Linked DNA regions of Bos taurus: region 2 is linked to region 1. A link is a contact called in public Hi-C data. All regions are on one chromosome and are shown on one strand. The core of a region is the stretch at or near the end of the contact, and the rest is flanking DNA. Distances in the headings are between cores, read along the strand shown. Region 1 holds the start of SMG7 (SMG7 nonsense mediated mRNA decay factor). Region 2 has its middle 12 kb from the start of NCF2.

Region 1 (2,700 bases), core at 130-2,629:
CCCTGAACTTCGCACCGTGTCCCCTGTCCTAAGTGCTGGAAAAACCACTTGTCAGCCTTCCAAGATGAGTTCCCACCCCAACTCCGGCCTCCTCGTGACAGGAGATGGCTCGTGAAGGCAGAGCGGGGAACTCCCGAGGAGGCTCCGTCGCCGAGTGCGATTGCGGGGTGGGGTCTCGGGGATTTCTGTGAGGGGCCGACCCGCTGGGGAAAGTCGGCTGTCCCAGTCGGCAGAAGAGGGATCTCGGCAGTCGTGTGCCGTTCTCCTCCCTCAGGGACCCCGTCCTGGCGGGACCCCGCCTCCCAGAGCCCTCCCGGTGATGGGGAAACCCCTGGCCCGCCTCGCAGCCTAGCGCCGCCGCCTCGCCCAGTCGGCTCCAGCCCGCCGCCCACCAGCCTTCAGGCCCGGCATCTTTTTCGTAGGCCCGGCCCTCCCCGCGTCCGTCACCGAGAGGAAAACTATGGAGGCGGTTCCCGCCCGCAGGCGGGTGGAAAAGCCCATGGTGAATGCCTCGGGGTCTCCCCCATCGCTGCGGGAAAGGGAAAGGGGGGAGAAAATGAACCTCACTGCCCAGGAGAACTACCCGAATTCCCAACCTGGGGGAGGCCTTTATGATGGAAGAGAAGCCGAGGGGAAACCCTAGGCACTTTTCGGGGAATCCACTAAGCCAAGGGAGGGTCATTCAGCCTGCACACATTGGTTACTATGACAATACAGCTACAGCCTCCAGTTGCCTTGACAGCTGCTTATCCAATCCGATTGGTTTCTTTTCTCTCCATCCCTGGGCTCCACCCTAACCCCTCCAACAGTGTCCCTGCGTGCAGAGGGAGGGGCCCTAGAAAAGAGGAGGGGGTCCTTAGAGTCACTCTAGGGCGCGAGGGCGGACCAGAGACAAGGGACTGGGGGCCGGAACTGTAAGAGGAAGAGGCGCGTTTCCGGTCGGGAAGAGTGGAGGAAAGGAAAAAAGGAAGAGCGAAATCGGACGGAGTGGAAAGACGGGGGAAGACTTTGAGTGTAACTCCCGATTGATTTGGGCTCGATGTTCCCGGTGAGGCTGGGGTTGCCCCCTCGCGCGGGAGGAGAGGGGTGGGTTGGCCGGAAGCCGCCAAGCGCCTCCTGTGGGCCACTCAGCAGCCGCACAGGCGCCGCACGGCTAACTGATCCCAAGAGGGAGCCCTACACAGAGGCGGAAATCACCCGAAGGGACCGGCGCCGCTGAAATCTCGCGAGAGACCCCCCCCCCCACTTCCTTCCGCTGCTGTCCCTCTTTCCCCCGCCCCCATCCCTTCTCCCTTTCCCTCCCCCCTTCCCGGGTCGGAGTGTCCCTGCGCCCCAAGGGCCGGAGCAGCAGCGAGAGCAGCTTTCCCCGCTCCCTCCCACCTCGCCTTACTCACCCCCACCCCCCCGCCGAGCGAGGAGGAGCCGGAGGAGAGGAAGATGGCGGCGGCCGCCAGCACCCGTGGTGCCGCGGGGCCGCTCCGAGGAGCCTGAGAGACGCGCAGAGGCTTCGCGGAAAGACGCGGCGGCGGAGGATGAGCCTGCAGAGCGCGCAGTATCTCCGGTGAGTGTGGGGGCCGGCCCAGTACGGAGCCGGGGAGCGGGTCGAAGGTTGGGGGCACGGAGCAACAGACACAGAGGTGGTACGTCCGGGGTGGCGGGGGAGTTGCTGTGTCCTCTCTTTTCCCGGCTGGGAGGCGGGGGCTGCGAGAGGCTCGGCGGGAGGGGGCGGAGCGGGCACACTCTTGGGTGCCTATCCCCTCCGCGGGCCGGGCTGAGTTCCCGCGGAGCTGGCTGGTCTCGGTGCGGGGAAGGAGGTTAGGGAAGCGTGAGAACGTGTGTGTGTGCGCGCGCGCCCGGGGTCGCGGGCTCGCTGGCGAGTCGGGGCGGGGAGGCGCCCGGGGAGGCGGCGGCGACCCCGAATGGAGGTGGGTGTGGAGGGGTCTGATCCCGGCGGCGGGGAAACGTGGTGTGGTTGTGGGGCTGGAGCGATGGCTGGGGAGAAGGCCAGGTGGAAGTCTGCACACCTGGGGTGTGTGGGGAGGCCTAGAGGAGGGGGAGGCCGCCGGAAACTGGAGTTTGTTCATCGTTCTGGGGTTGGAAGTACTGAGAAATAATGTCATCCTTAGTTAGTTGGTGGGGTGGGAGTAGGGGGCATAGGGAAGGGAATGGATGAGGAAGTGAAGAAAGAAGGAGGTACTACGGCCGGGGTTGGATTCCCCAGAAGAAACTGGGTTAGAATCTGTCGGAAGATACCATTCGGAGAGTAGTGTAGATCCATTAAGAGTGGTGTAAAGAACTTGTATGTCGAGGTAGGGTGACGCATGGGTGCAGAGTGTGAGAATGTGATGTGTATCAGGGGAGGGTTTAGGGGGCGATTAATACACACTGGAGAAGGAAGATGCAGATTGGAACCAAGTACATGGTGGCGAGAGCGTATTGCACCAGCTATTGTGCAGCTTGGAAGGTTCCATGGAAGCAGAATAAGAGCTTGAAGGTAGAGATAAACGGGGGTCAAGATCCTGATGGCACAGGAAAATGAGATTGTTAAGAACCTAAGACTAAATGGGGAGTTGCTACTGCTTAGAAAAGGGGAAGGGAGACCCTGAAACAGGTCTTTTTGTCTTTCAGTAGCAAAACTAAGAATGGCAAACTTATGGTAAAATGATTTAAAAAGTGGTTTCATACCTTGTGGAGGAGGGA
Region 2 (2,700 bases), core at 48-2,547, 130 kb after region 1:
CAGTTTCCACATCTGCAAAATGGTTCTAAGAACAATGCCTTAGAGACTGAAATGAAATTCCATATAAAAGTGGCACACAGCTACTCATAGGCGGTGGATGCTTTCGGATTTCCAGATTCATGACAGAAAAGTAAACAAACAATCTTTGTTTGCCTCGTGAGGTGCTGATCCCCTGTTGTGACATTCCCACCTCCCACTCCAGGCTGCTGTGAGCAAAAGCCTCTCAGCATGCCGGCACCACCTCCTTAGCCAGACCCTTGGACACCCAGTCCCACTCTGTCCCAACTCTAAGCGGTTTTCTCTCAGTTTCTAGTTTGCCGGCTCACAGCTCTGTAGCTGTTTCCTCCTTAGAAATTCCTAGCACACAAAAGCTTTGCAGAATGCTTTACGACGCCAAGGTACAATCAAAGGCATAAAATTTGTGACACTCTGTCCAGAGTCATCAAAGCCTGAGAAAGTCCCCTTTTATACAAAATGGTGGACTTCCTGCTTTAGAATGTATCATAATTTTCCACTGAAAAGAGATTTTCATCCTTCGTTCTCTCCCTCTTTCCACTGTCTGCTTACAAACTGTAGGTGAGACATCTATTTCTTGCAGCCACTGTCCTTCCAGACCCTGTCTTGCTTTCTCCTTCCATCTCTGTCTACTGGGACACAAAACCCTGGGAGGAAGATGGGGGAATAAGGAGTTTTGAAGTCTGGAGAAGTGGTTCTTATCTGGGCAACAAAACATCAAGAAGCTATTGTATTTGAAAAAGAATAGATATATGTGTGTGTGTAACTGAATCACTTTGTGCTGTACACCGGAAACTAACACAACATTGTGTATCAACTATATTCCAATGTAAAATAAAAACGAGAAAAAGAGGCTACTGTAATATCTCAGGCAATCAAGAGTAATGCTAAAGCAGCTGCAAGAAGAGGAAAGGAGAGAATAAATGCCAAAGACAATTTGGTTCTGCTCATGGAGACAAAGAGGAGGAGGAATCCAAGATCAAGGAGTCCCCGGGGTTTTCAGCCAGACTGATTGGGAGGCTGTTGTCACGGTGGCTGCCACAGGAAGTGGAGGAGACAGAGAGGTAATTCATCCGCTCCCACAGGTTTATGCAAATAACTCTCAGAGTGAGAGTGTTTCTGGCCACACTGTCTCTGCGAAGCATAAATCTGAGATGGGCTGATACGGCTTAAGAAAATGAGGGTTGAGCTTTAGAGAATTTCTAGGTAAGACAGGTGGAGTCAGTGGAATGTCCAGTGAGCCAGTGTTCAGGGAGACGGGGAAGAGTCTGGGTGACGCAGTCACACACGTCAGGAGGTGAAACCCTTCAAGGAGGTGGTGAAGGAGGCTGAGGGCCGAGGGCACTGCCAGAGCTGGGGCCTTTCACAGGAGGCAGAAGTCAGGTTGTGAGGGGCTGAGGAGACGAGGGAAAGCAAGGGGCTAAGGCCGTGCCTCATAGCATGTTGGGGGGGTATCCTAGTTCCTCCACCAAGGATCAAACCAGTGCCCCTTGCCGTGGAAGCATGGAGTCCTAACCACTGGATCTCCAGGAAGCCTTAAACACATAGGCTTGATGCTCTGAACATGTGGGAGGAGTGGCATTGCCCTGGGACTTCAGCCCACACCCCCTTGCCCTAAGGTTCGTGAGCCCCACCAGATTCAAGAGTCTTTCTGAAACCCTGCTCAGTCTGTAGTAACAACTCTCCCCTGATGAAATTTTGTTTTGTTGTGTTTTGTTTTTTCCTTCTTCTCCTTGCTGCATAAGCCCTAGCTGCCTTCCTCCTGAACAGAACTGAGCAGCTAAATTAGCCTAAAGAAACCCCAGCCCATTTCCACAATTGCACCAAACAGGCCAAGAAAACACCCAGGGTTGCAAAGAAGGGCTTAGTGACAAGCAGTCAGGATTCTGACTTCTCCAGAGCTCACCTGCCCTGGGGGGTGGGTGGGGGCGTCATGGTCTGAGACAGACTTTTCCCACATGCACCTCCTCCCCTCTGGACACAGAGTCTGAGGCGCCAGGCTTCTCAAGCAGTGTGGATGTGGAGGAGGGGTAATGACAGCAAGAAAATCAGGAAAGAAAGGGCTGAGTCCAGTGACCCACGGAGAGTATACTGTTCTCAGATCTTTGTCAGAAATGAACAGGACCCGCCTAGTCCCTTCTACCACCTCTCCTTCCCAGTATGCCTGCCTATTTGCTACTGTGGGTCCCCAAAGAGGAGTCCGAATCCATATTTGCCAGCTTCCCCCTGAGGACAAATAGGCATCTAATTGCTGTAGTTGCAGAGGCTGGAATCCTTCAGGGGTAAGAGGGGTGCTGGCAATTAATGCAAGAGTACTGGAGTGGGGTGCCATTGCCTTCTCCGAATAATCTAACAGTCACTCTCTATTGAGCTCTTACTGTTTGCCAAGCAAGTTCAAGCCCTTGGCTTGCATCATTTCATTCACTCCTCACCAAAACGCACTGTAGTAAAAGAAGCCGAGTCTTAGCTTCAGGAGTTTGTTCAGGGTTACAGAGCTCATCAATGACCAGGATTAAAACCCAGGTCTGTCTGACTTCAAAGGCAATTTATGCTCATTAAAGAAGAGGGGGGCTTCCCTGGTGGTCCAGTGGTTAAGAATCCACCTGCCAATGCAGGGGATCTGGGTTTGATCCCTGGATGGGGAGCTAAGAGTCCACATGTCACAGAGGCAACTCAGTCTGGGCA

What was found. Hi-C and Micro-C count contacts between places; a contact is called where the count stands out from the background.
Region 2: a contact with region 1 is called in a Hi-C map of an unstated tissue, with 3 times the contacts expected there. The contact joins the enhancer-like site here to the promoter of SMG7 in region 1. A contact is called at or near these places in 4 of 11 Hi-C or Micro-C datasets (liver, skeletal muscle and an unstated tissue).

What each region holds. Positions count from the first base shown.
Region 1 is chr16:64,517,099-64,519,798 of ARS-UCD2.0, forward strand. It overlaps SMG7 (SMG7 nonsense mediated mRNA decay factor), which reads left to right and starts at 1,380. Exons shown (of 22, transcript NM_001193205.3): 1 at 1,380-1,561. The coding sequence starts at 1,533. It also overlaps a transcript of NMNAT2 not described here.
Region 2 is chr16:64,648,979-64,651,678 of ARS-UCD2.0, forward strand. No RefSeq gene overlaps it. Among named protein-coding and RNA genes, the nearest start is that of NCF2, 12 kb to the left of the region's middle. Within about 2 kb of position 1,298, at least 17 of the 102 cell types and tissues checked have an H3K27ac peak or open chromatin away from gene starts, as enhancers often do.